Linked DNA regions of Siniperca chuatsi: region 1 is linked to region 2. A link is a contact called in public Hi-C data. All regions are on one chromosome and are shown on one strand. Each heading gives the region's core, a stretch centred on a gene start, on an enhancer-like site or on the middle of the called end of the contact. The rest is flanking DNA. Distances are from core to core; before and after follow the strand shown.

Evidence for each region. A called contact is a pair of places that touch in the nucleus more often than the background predicts.
Region 1: a contact with region 2 is called in a Hi-C map of liver, with 3 times the contacts expected there. The contact joins the enhancer-like site here to the promoter of furina in region 2. A contact is called at or near these places in 2 of 3 Hi-C or Micro-C datasets (liver and skeletal muscle).

Annotation. Positions count from the first base shown.
Region 1 is chrLG1:18,811,692-18,817,763 of ASM2008510v1, reverse strand. fes (tyrosine-protein kinase Fes/Fps) reads right to left here. Exons shown (of 17, transcript XM_044203171.1): 10 at 5,718-5,927; 11 at 5,143-5,265; 12 at 4,390-4,508; 13 at 4,189-4,283; 14 at 3,914-4,037; 15 at 1,589-1,746; 16 at 1,338-1,460; 17 at 763-1,173. The coding sequence ends at 1,031. Among protein-coding and RNA genes, the nearest start is that of fes, 14 kb to the right of the region's middle. Within about 2 kb of position 4,298, the one cell type or tissue checked has an H3K27ac peak away from gene starts, as active enhancers do. A contact at or near this core is called in liver, where this site is marked.
Region 2 is chrLG1:18,707,337-18,714,240 of ASM2008510v1, reverse strand. furina (furin (paired basic amino acid cleaving enzyme) a) reads right to left here and starts at 1,535. Exons shown (of 16, transcript XM_044206876.1): 1 at 1,228-1,535. LOC122881103 (stereocilin) reads right to left here. Exons shown (of 29, transcript XM_044206866.1): 24 at 6,051-6,206; 25 at 5,784-5,926; 26 at 5,145-5,293; 27 at 4,818-4,915; 28 at 4,038-4,185; 29 at 3,689-3,857. The coding sequence ends at 3,769.

The DNA of each region.
Region 1 (6,072 bases), core at 3,049-5,548, 100 kb before region 2:
CATCAGGTAAGGTACAGATACTTGCAGGAAGCATTTCTAGGGGGGACAGGAGGCCCTCACCCACTGAGGGCCACTCTAACCCTGTACCCCTGTCTGGTTTCCCTAAATGTTCTAGAATGGCTATTGAATAAAAAAGCATTAAATGTGGTCCAGGGCCATTAAACCATGTGTCACGGATTATGTTAAGGTGTAAATAACACATACTGAACTAACATTAGCATTAACTCAGAGTCATGTTTTTGGCCACTTGATTAATTTATTGTAAGTCCAAACTCTTCTGAGGGAAATAGCTCGCTCTTTAGTTGCTAAATGCTCAACTAGCTGGTTGCTAATTTTGTCTGTCTGCTGTGTGGTGCCGGGCAGGTAATACAGGTCATGTTAAGCCTTCCTGGAAACCCTACATACTCCCTATTAACTTACAGAACTAAGATCCCAAAGAGGGAGGTCTGAAGTTGGATCCACAAAATGGACACAAACGGCCCACAAGACTCAAACCTTATTGTCCCCAGTAGCACAAGTTTGTGCTGTCTCAAAGGTGACAGATATGTTTAAGACATCTTCTGTTCTTAGGAGGAGGAGGAGGAGGAGGAGAAGGAGAAGGAGGAGGTATGAAAAACAGACAGACAGGACAAGAAGGGAAGGAACATGAATGCTGCCATCAACTGGTCCACTGATATTTTACAAGTCCACCAAACTCAATTTCACAAAACTCATTCCTACAACAAAAGCAGGAACAGGGAAAGGACCCAAACGCAGACAGGATGACTTCAATGATTTAATAGAGAACACCAGGCTTACATATGTAGTCAGGCAGGCAGAGATCAAAAAACACAAGAGGTGAGGAGAATATTGCAAAATAAAACAGGAAATGACTAGATGTAACCCTCAAAACCATGACAAGGAGTCCAATATTTTTTAAATAATTTTTCATTTTGTTTTTTAATTTGCATGTCAAGATGCAAAGTTACAAACAAATCAAACAGACAGAAAACAAACCTTTACAGTACATGTCCAATTAACAGACTTGGTATTATATAATTTTGTTGTATATGGCACTGAGCTCAGCCCGAAGTTTCTTGAAAGATGGTCTGCTTCTGGGCTCGTACTGCCAGCAGTTGCTCATAATCCTGGCAATTTCCACGGGGCAGCCATGTGGAGCAGGCATACGGTATCCTAAAACACATCACAGACAGTCAAAACAGGTATTGAGATCATCTTAGCACACTCTACATAATTTCTGAAACATGTGGAAGTGTCTGAATCAAGCACAATGTAGGAGCAGGAACTTTCCTTGATGGTATCTGAACACAAGTGCTTCCTGGTGCCTGAGTCTTTACCTTTCTCCACCTCTTCTCGTGTCTGTTGGTTGGTCATGCTTGTGTAGGGTGTCATTCCCATGGAGAAGGTCTCCCACAGTAAGACACCAAAGCTCCACACATCACTCTCTGTGGTATAACGACCTGAAAAAACCACCAGGGGGCAGCAGTGGCAAAGGCACAGGCACATCAGTTTTTAATTGGCTATTGGCAGAGAGAAATAGAGAAGTGTTTCTGGTTGTGACTGCAGGGCAGAGGCAGTTGTGGCGTACCATAGTTCAGGGCTTCAGGAGCTGTCCATTTTACAGGGATCTGTCTGAGGCCGCCGTCTGTAGAGTAGACACCGTCATCTTGCTGACGGGACATCCCAAAGTCACTGATCTTCACCAAGTTGTGCTCTGTAACCAGACAGTTTCGCGCTGCCAGGTCTCTTTAAAAAAAGACAGAGGGAGAAAGATGTTAAAGGCATGTACACAGAGGCTGATTCAAACACAGACACAGAAACATCATGCTCTATATGAAAAAAGGAGAAACAGCAAAGAACAGACAGGACTGAAAGGAGTGAGAGAACAGGTGTTCTTGTCATGTCTGGTGTTGCATGTGAGGCAGTTTGACATGCAGCGTTACAGGTTGAGCAGCTACCAGCAGCCTGCTCTGATCTGTCCCCCCTGGGCAAATCGTACAGTGCTCCTATAATGAGCCGGGTGTCTCATGTCTTCTCCCGAGCACCGACAACCTCCACTGATGCCTCACCATAAGTACCGCAATCGCACTCATGCAACAACAGATCCCTTAAAAAGCTACAAAAATCATGCATACACTTCTATTTCAGGTTGCATCATTTACAGTATTTTCACACAAAAAATAGCTGTTCAGTTTTACATACTCTTGCAATGTTTTTGGACCTCAGCTTTTTCTAATTGTCTTTTAATAAATGCTTTGAAAGCAAGATTTTTTTGTTTATAGGCTACATACAAAACCCCATGTTTGATCTTTATAACCAGTTCTTGCTTACTTAGAGATCCACAGTCTTTAGAAGCTGTTTCTGTGTAGCTACAGTTACGGTCGTGAGCCAGTTTTCCTCTTGAAGGAAAAGAACACATCACACCCATTTCAGCATCCTTGCATTGGCTCCCTGTTTCTTTTACAGCTCAAGATCATTGTGAGTCATATAACCAGTACAGTCGAGGCTCTTTTTTGTGGAATGAAGTCAGGACAGCAGTCACTATCCATCTTTCATCATGTTATCACTTGAATTCATGGTTGTACTGTCTTTTTCATTTAAGTGAAAAAAATTGTAGGTCAGCCACTGGAGCACATTTTAGCTTCCTCTTCAAGGACACAACACACATCACTTATTCAAGAAAACTTTTAATCTCTCATTTTCAATCGACTATTTGACTGCTATCAACATACTGGGAAGCGATGAGGGAAAAGTGTAGTTTGGCTGACAGTTAGATAAAGTGAATGTTGGGGAAGTAAATTATGTTTAGTATTATGAACCATAAAGGCTTTTTGTAAAATTAACATGTTTTAATATGCAACTATTTAACTCACTGCATTCATTTCACTGTAACCATAATTTGTCTAACACACTACTCTAATGTGTTTTATGTTTCCTGTGTCTTAAATTCATTGTGGCTATTGATCCACCACACAGTTTGGAGAAATCTAGACATAAGGTACACTGTCCTCTGATCTAAGGATGCTTCTTTGTGTTAGGCCTACACTATCTAAGACATAACAAATATATAAATTACAAAATAAACATACAAATTATCTATATACAGTTTTAAACATGAATTATTCCAGTGTTTTGTTACAATTAGGTTTTCCCTTCTTATAACACAATGTGCAAAAATTTAGCATAACGTTAGTTCAGGTAGTTCAGGCCATGAGGTCAAGCTCAGCTCACAATTCCAGCTACATCAGCTGACAACAGCCCATTTCAAGCCAGCCCACATCAGCTGATGGGTCAGCTGATTCTCTTCTACTCATTCAATTGGCAAATCTCATACAAGGCCCCTTATTTAAGCTGCTTTAGCCTGCCAATCCTTGCTGCTTCCTCTGCAAGCCGCTTTGCAAGCCGCCTCCTCCTTTCATGCCGTGTCTGACTAATCAGTGTTATTTCTGTTATCATTGCTTGCTGCTGCTCTCCCAGAACAGAGCCATACCCCCAAATCTAACTGCAGATCAAATATAGGTTTCTTTGACTAAGTGGTCCTGACTGAAATACAGTTGTCCTTTGCAATTGCACTTGCATTAGCTGATTGGTATCACCTGTTTCATTCATGCGTTACCATTAGTGGCTCACCATCATTAGCTGTTTAGCTATCAGATGACTAACAATATCCAATCATATTCATGCAGGTGTACAGTCCGGCCATTATAAATCCGGCCTGCCTGAAACTTCTCACTTTGAAACCACTACCAATTCTAACTGCATAACCATTTGCTATAAATGGTCAAATCCTTCATGCAAGTGTCTCTGAATTCAATTATACAAAGTCACAATCTTACCTGTTCCTGATTTAATGATTAGATCTATTGTCCCTACAAAGGGGGCTGTACAAATATTGACTGATTGATTGACCAACCTGTGGATACACTTCTTGCTCTCCAAGTACTCCATGCCAGATGCTACATTTTCTGTCATTTTGACCAACATCTTAGGGTTCAGACTGTGACTCTCACGCCGCAAGAAGGAGAGAAAGTCACCACCTTATGAAATATGTAGACACACACACAAACACACATATATAGAGTGATGATGAAGGAGCAAAGTGGGGAAGCAATGATGGTACAATAAAGCTTGCAGTTGTCGGGTAAACAAGCTGAGAGATATAACCAAGTCCAACAAGATCATATTTACCTTGAATGAGCTCCATGATGATGTAGATGGGCTGTTTCTGAGTGCACACTCCTATCAGCTTCACAATGTTTGGATGGTCATACTGCTTCAGGATCCTGGACACCACAGGAGAGGAGTACAAAGAGGAGTGTGTGTGTGTGTGTGTGTGTGTGTGTGTGTGTGTGTGTGACTGTGTGTGTGTGGGTGTGTGTGTATACTAACCTGGCTTCCATCAGGAACTTACTCTTGTGCTCTGGGGCCAGGTTCTCTTTACAGGATTTCACCGCAACAGGAGTGTTATCAGAGCGTAAACGACCACAGTACACTTCTCCAAAGTTACCCTGCAAACACCAACATGTTCAGTTACAGTTTTTTTAACTCTCTTTTCTAACTCAGCAGGGTACATATCTAATCTGAAGTTAACAATTTCCTTGATGAACTGTTACCATATGTGCACAATTTCATGACAATTATAGATAAAACTTCGCTTCTACATTTCTGTCAATAGACGTTAAGTTCACCCACCCGTCCTATGAAGTGTCCCAAGATAATATCATCATGTTCCAGGACCCACCTGTCCTAATGGGGTTAAAAAATTAAGAAAAAGAAACATATAATACTACTGTTTTAAACTGTGTTACTAGCAAGGAGGAGAGAAAAGAAAAGGTAACACAATCTGAAAGAAAGATCATTAGAGAGCAAGTTTAGATTTGCATATGTGCTCATCTGTGATGACTAGGCAAGTACTTTAATAACAGTTGAAGCTTTAATAACAGATAAAAGCTTTGTCCCCAATTGGGATAGGGGTTAGGTTATGGTTAAGGTTAAGGTTAGTATTAGGCAAGTATTGGTTAGGGTTAGGTAAGTCTCCAGGAAATGAACGTAAGTCTATGTAATGTCCCCATAAGTGACATAAGTAAACGCATGTGTGTGTGTGTGTGTGTGTGTGCGTGCGCGTGTGTGTTACAGCAGTACCTTCAGTACAGGTTTCTTCAGCACTATGTCAGACTTCTTGGTGATGTGTTGTCGTGAGGATAGTAGATGATGGATCAGCTGCGGGATACTGTGGAAGCCTTCTCCATCCAGACGGTACAGAGTCTACTGACACACATGGGAAAGCATTTACCGAAGTGAACTGTAAATGTGCAAACAAACAGGAAGGAGAAAAACTTCACGGCATAATGAAAAAAAACACATATAACAAAATAGCTTTTTAAATTGTTGAATGGTTAAATAACTTGTCCCATATCTAGTTTGCATTCATTCTAAAAATCTAAACTTCCATTTAATTTGCAATTTAACACCAGGTAGAAAATAGCCATGTATCATTTACATGCTCTCGTAACTTCCTCATATATAGGCAAAATAGGGAAGGAAACTACATCTAATAATTTTAGCAATATCAGTGATCTTGATCATTCAAAACAGACATATTCAAACACATATGATGTAAAATGCACACAGAAACACACAGGGTCTACATATAATGTAAAATGTACTTCTACAACTCTCTACAAAAGTGTTTTCTTCCACTGAGCAGATTTACTTACATCAGTGTTCTGAATGAGGAAATGCTTGCAGGATCCATCCCATTGCACAGAGAGCACATAACCCTGCTTCTCTTGACTCTTCCTCACTAAGAAGTCTCCGTCATTCTTCAGCAGCTGCTGGACCTCCAGTCTGGGAATGGCTCCGTGGTACCAGTCCTGCTGCCCCAGAGGACGATCGACCTCCTGCACCAGGGTGAGGACCGGAAGCACCTGGAGGCAGGAAGAGAGAAAAGCAGAATCTTTAAAGACATGAATAATGAAACAATAACAAGTGACAGATGATGGATTTTAGGCTGATTCTGCACAGATTATACGGAGATACTTCAAAGAAGAGTCTGTAATACTTTGAAGCCTA
Region 2 (6,904 bases), core at 286-2,785:
CCGTGTCAACAACAAGTGTGTCGAAGCCGTGTTCAGCACTTTTTAGTGTCCCCTAGAAACACTTCCGTTGTCATTTTATGTCTTTGGTTGTGTTGTGTGTATTTGCAGCATGTTTTCTAAATGCTGCGCATTTGTTGTCAAATAGACGAAGATGTTTTCTTAAGTTGCAGAGTGTATAAAAAGGGACAGTTAACCCCTAAATCAAAAATACATATTTTCCTGTTACCTGTGGTGCTATTTATCCATCTAGATTGTTTTGCTGTGAGTTGCCCAGTTTTGGAGAGCATGTTTCATGTAGGAACTATTTTCTTTCTACTGATAGTTCCCACATGAAACTGCTCACAACAAGGTCTGTGGATTATCGTGAGTAACCGGGTCATGATTTCTGGAAAGAGACATTGCTGTTGAGTCTGCTGTGGGGTTTTTTTTGTTTGTTTGTTTTTTGACGCTTTAAGCACCACAAACCGAGTGCTATTTAGTCCCATTATATTCAAAAAAAATGACTGAAACATCATATGGTGTGCAAGCAAGCAGTCTGACACACACTTAATTTCAGAACAATGTGCATTGTGTATTTGAGACGCCTTGTTTTCATTTGGTACATGTGACTACATGCAAGGGGCTCCACAACCTTGTTTATCCATAATGATCAGCAGCTCAATATTGCCTCACTGGAGAGATACAATTACAGTGTGCTGGAGGCACAAACAACATAAGCAGGTCAGCTCCCATAATGAAACGCACTTATTTCTATGCAACACCTACTGTAACATCGAGCAGCAACAGCTCAGTTACACTTTAACTGAAATGAAGCCTCCCAAAAGACGCTTTTCACACAAAGTTAGTATTCACATCAGTCCAGATTATGTTTCAGGTCAGCCCAGTCTAGCCCAACAACATCAGCTGTGTTTTGCAGATGGCATTGATTGCTTCTCATGTCAAAGTTCAGTCCTAAAGGAATCTACGTGCCATAAGCCTTCGTAATCGGTTATATATCAGAGTATAATGTTTAAAGTATGGTAAAAGTTTGCATGTGTACACAGCAAGAAGACAGTTTGTAGGGAGCAGAGAGTGACCGCAGTAACGTTACGAATACGAAAGGAGGACAAACTTCTCTCGCGCAGGCCTGTAACGCTAGTCACTTTAATGTTTATGAGATAAAGTTAAGAGGTTTAAATATATCAGCTCATAGGAGAAACGCTGTGAGTTCGCGGTCGGTGGACTCACCTCACATGCTAAGTCCGTGACAACAACACGTAGTCATAATGTGGCTCTGAGCAGCGGCTGGAGCTGATCCGGTGATGACTCCTCCGCTTGACAAATATGTCTGAAACTGTACCGCGCCGTGATTAACGTAAACTTGACACCGCGGTAGGCTGACCTGCTCCGTCTCTCACGCAGGTGCCTCCCCTTTTTCTCTCCTCTCATCCACCCGTGATGAGCACTTCCGACCTCCACTTGCTCACATTTCTACTACTCACTCCGACCGAGCAGTGTGGATCACGAACACGGCAATTTTTCGCAGGAACAACCACAGAAACCGGACGCGGCGCAGTCGACGTCACCTCGGCATGTGTGTGAGTGAGCCCCCCCCTTTCGAGCCGACACACACAAACTGACAGCAACCGGGATCCCGGTGGTACTGTACCAGAGCCGAGAAGACTGCAAACTCGCAGACCACGCAGCCTAAACAAGTAAAAAAAAAATGCAAGCTAAAGCAGACGGGAAACTTACAATCGGCCCAACTTACCAGCTTCCTTTCACATCCTGCTCCACCCGGGTTGTTGTTGTCTCTCACCGCGGTGTTAGAACCGACGACGGCACGGCGAAGCGACTGAAAAATTGATAACAGAGAATTGCTGGTTATAAATAGTCATGATACCCCTCCGGTGTGCCGCTGAGTGGTCCGTACAAGCCCCAGGAAATACGTCACGGCCGCGGACAAAGTGGAGACGTTAGAGCAACACCTACTTACCGGCCAGCAGCGCTGCTACACCCCCACCTGCTGGTCACAGGCTGCATCACACCCTTATATCCTGACAACGAGGCTGTGGCTGGCAGCTGCCAAACAAGCTTTTAATTCCCAGATGGGAAATATTTTTTTATAGTAAAAACACTTCATCGATGTCCAGTAAAATGCAGACTGCACGCCAAGAAGCGTCATCTTGATTGAGAAAATTGTTGTTGCTAGTACAGACATAATAAATGAGCATCTTTCTTAGGGCCACATCAACCTGTGTTTGGGGGCCCCCTGGCAAAAAACTGCTTTTGGGCACCTATTGACCTCCAGACATTCCTCCTGCCCACTGTACAGTGTTTATGTACCCTGTAAGTACAATGCAGACTATGCATGGCAGCTTCATTATTTCCCCAGACCAACCAATTCCAGCCCACCCCTATATTGGAATAATACTATCTGGTCCAAATCACCTGGGCTATGATAATTTGATGGTTAATTTAATTAGAAATATGCACCATGTATGCCTGGTTCGCATCTGGCCAGGGACCTTTGTTGCATGTCATTCCCCATCTCTTTCACCTCATTACCTGTCATGTCTCTAATGGGTCTATCTAATAAGCTAAAAAAAAAAGCACTATATGAGCACAAAAACTGCTAAAATGCTAAAACTATTATTAAAACATTAATTATTTTTCACACAGGGCCCCTGTACAACACAAGGCCACAAAATTAGCTAATACTACACACCCACCTTCATTGATTATAGATCCCATTTAAGAACCTTAAAGTATAATATAGACCAAACCCTGTCAGTATGCTGAAAAGGGTGAACATTCAAAATCAGTTTTATTCATCAAGCTTGAAATCTTAAAACATATAAAGGCAACTGAACATAAGATAGTTTCCTTGCTGCGCTGAAGTTGTAACTTGACTAGTACTACTACTGAATAGTCGGGTCACAGATTATTTGTTGTGTTGTTTCTTAAAGTCATAAATCCTGAAAGCTTAAACGTTTCACTGTGTTGTGCATCAGTTCAGTAACACCATTGCACAGGTTGACTGTAATAATTGCATTTTACTTTCATCTGGAATGCAGAACCAAACTCAAGAAATAGAAAATACCTGCATGCAGGAGGGATTAGTGAATCCTCAGATTTACAGATACAGCAGGCCAGTCAATAAATTGTTCTGATATTAAACTTCACCCCTTACTATTACATCTCTTATGTCAACAAATCATTTAACACATTTTTATCATACATGCTATTCCAGTATTATACTCTTAAATACACCACACATTATAGTATCTCTTAGAGAAGTTTAAAGAATGTCAGTTTATATTCGATAAAACATACAGGAAGTATAAAAGACTCTACCAGAGAGGACAGGGGTTGTACTTTGAAAGGATTCATACATCAAGGTTACTGAGTCAAACAGAAGCTATAAATAAATGGGGAAAAGATTTAAAAAGGTCTTTTATAGACCCGTGTTTGTTTGCTTGATCACATATCCTGTGAAGTTTGGAAGGCCCTTTCCTCTGTCAAATAAACATTAATCATCGCATTGCTTCCTCTGATAGTTCTAATAAAAGAATACTATACATAGTACAACTACAAACACTTATTTAACATATTGTCAAGCTGATAGCTCACATAAAAGTGAAACATGTGCCGCAGAGCACAATCAAAGGCAATGTAAATTAAAGGACCAACACACAGAGGGAACAGAACAGTTCAAAATATTTATTCGAAGTACAAATATGATGATATCAAGGGAGGTCAAGGGTCAATTAAATTTGTTCCAGCATTTTAAATTAGTTGCCATAACAAGAGGCACAGAGCCAGTGAGTGTACAGTGAAGCTTCCTGCGTTCAGGGCTGCTGGAGCCAAGTTTCTCCCTGTGGAAGCAGACAAACAGAGCATTCATCATCGCCTTATAAACACTACATAAAAATCTAATTGGTTAGTAACAAGGATTACTATAATAAATGTATATGTGCTCACAAAAACATCACTTTTATGAAGGAAGGAGGTTATTAAAAGGACACCCTTTATCACCCTAATTTTTCAAAACACACCTCTCAGCTCCAGCAGGACGTCTCCTTCATATCGAGCCAGTCCGACAGCGTGTCTCTGCTCGGTGTCCAGCTCTGCCCACTGCTCCTCGGAGACAGCCCACGCCTGCTCCGCGCTCAGCCATGACAACTGAACAGCACTGAACACCACCTGTCAGACACAAATACTAACTCACTCCTACAGGACACATCAAGAGGAGGCATTCTGCGTGAGGAAATAACATCCTTTTGTCACCTTTTGACATGTTTTTTTTAATTTTCTTATGAAAATTGAACAGATTAACCATAAAATATACACATTTATGTTTTTGATTCTTCTGTCATTTGGTTAAAGCTGAGCTGCAGTTTCCTGTAACAGAGCATGACATGGCCTTTTTCACAGCAGGCATTTTGACTTGTCATAGTCGAAAAAGCACAGGTGTTACTAATGTAACCACGGCTCCGTTTTATTCAACTGCCCCAATGAGCCATGACAGTGTGACAGTGAGCCAGCATGCACTACCAGGGCCCTGAAACTGAAGCAGCTAAATGGAATTCAGCCATCATTCATTTTATTATTTACACTTGTGCTTTTTCTACTGTAATATGTTAAATTGTTGTCCATGAAAAAGGCCTATTGGTTTCTTTTTTTATACTTTATGAGACTGTAATTATTATAGAAGTTAAATAAAACATCTCAGCCAAATTCGCGATTGGTGCTATATATAGATGTACATCCATACTGAAGCATTGTTCTGTAGATTAGCCTGAATAAATGGCCATAAAATCATGGCTGAAACTCACTGCCATCTTTTTTGGTGACATCAGGGCGATGGCTTCAGGGGTGATTCCCTCCACTTGTTCTTGTACCAGAGCTGACAGCACCATGTCCTCCAGGCCCACTGGATAGAGACAAACACTGTAGTCAGATAATTAATGGTTCTCATATCAAATCACAAGAAAAGTTCTCCTAAACTTTCATACCCTCAGGGGTATTTTTAATTGTACCTATCCATCCAAGAGCTGTCATTTCCTCCTCCCATCCTCCTCCCTCTTTGGAAAAACAATTTTTAAAAAAAAAGTTGATCACAAAAAAGTTTACACCCCCAGGGATATTATGTTCTACTATACCTGCCAATAACCCAATTTCAGTGAAAACTTCTGGTCCCCAAGCGCTGACTGGACCAAAGGCCTCAGGTCTGGACAAACGGCTTGTCAACGCCTCCATCTGCTGTTCTGTGCATGGCAGGGACGTCTCCCGCAGGAACAGGACAGCCATACTGCAGTTTGAGGAAAAAGTTTCAGGACTTTATTCTCCTCTGAGGGTATGCAAAATGTTTTGATGAGGTTTGTGCTGCTGAGAAATGTGCACCAACCTCATGTTAGTTAGCATCTGTTAGCAAGTGGATGTGAAATCAATTAATTACTCTCTGAAAATCACAAGCAAATAATTTTGTTATGGCTTTGGTGGGATTCATCACTATTTTACTGTTGCGAATTACTGCTATTTAGGTGCACAATGTACTTACTACCTTGTATACAAATTGCAGTAGCAGTAGTTGTCAACCCCTTTGGACTGTATATGTCCATCTTTGTTTATGTTCGTTTTTGTTTTGATGCCATTTATCTGACATATTGGATCATTTTGCAGTGTCTGCAACTCTGTTGGTTGTCTCATGTTGCTTTGAAAACTGACTTATTAGATTGCTGAGTGTTAGCGTTGTTGTGCTAGAGGAAGTTGGATAAATATACTTGATGTATTTCACTGACCTGAGGTTGTAGGGGCTCATTCTTTTGATCTCTGAGGGATACAGACCACAGATCAGATGGCCACATGTTGCCAGATCAACGGCTGTTAACTGCTCCACTTTCAGTTTGCGTTTCCGCATCACACCTAAAATCACTGCTCTCATCTAAGAAGAAAAAAACCCACATGGAAACATTAAACACACACTAATGGACATGTTAAAGTCTTCAGGATGAGATTCTTTCATTTACTTGAAGTTTTACATCAGAATGAAAAATTCAAAAGTTCACCTTTTTAGGGCTCCAGTCCGTCAGCGTCCCCAGATGTGCCAACACACCCAGATCAGTGAGACTGGTGTCCTGCAGCTCTCTTTCTCCCATCTCAGTCACCAGTGAGCCCAGAGCCAGCACCTGATCTGCTCTCAGCTCTCTCACCGGACTGAAGGACTGGATCGAATGGAGAAGCAGAACATGTTTCAGCCACAGATTATGTTGATATTAAAACAGGGTTGGAGACTAATGCAACCGCAAGGGGGCACAAGACAGTGTCTTCTTGTGCCAGTCCCAAGTCTGGATAAATGCAGAGGGTTGTGTCAGGAAGGACATCCGACGTAAAACACATGCCAAATTAAAAATGCGAATCGTGAAAATGACTTCCATACTGGATTGCTCGGGGCCCGGGTCAACAACGACCGCCACCGGTGCTGTTGACTTACAGGGTACTGGTGGAAATTGGACTACTGTTGGTCAAAGACGAAGAAGGAGAGGAGGAAGGTGTGTTCGTAGGCAGAGAGAGAAGAGGAAAGCTAAGAATGTAGGACTGACAGTAGGGACTTTGAATGTTGGGACTATGACAGGGAAGGCTAGAGAGTTGATTGACATGATGCAGAGAAGGAAGGTGGACATACTGTGTGTCCAGGAGACCAGGTGGAAAGGTAGCAAGGCTAGAAGCTTAGGAGCAGGGTTCAAGTTGTTCTATCATGGGTCAGATAGGAAGAGAAACAGAGTAGGAGTTATCCTGAAAGTGGAGTTTGTGAGGAATGTTCTAGAGGTGAAAAGAGTATCAGACAGGTTGATGAGTCTGCAGCTGGAAATTGAAGGGGTGATGTTCAATGTTGTGAGTGGTTATGCCCCACAGGTAGGAT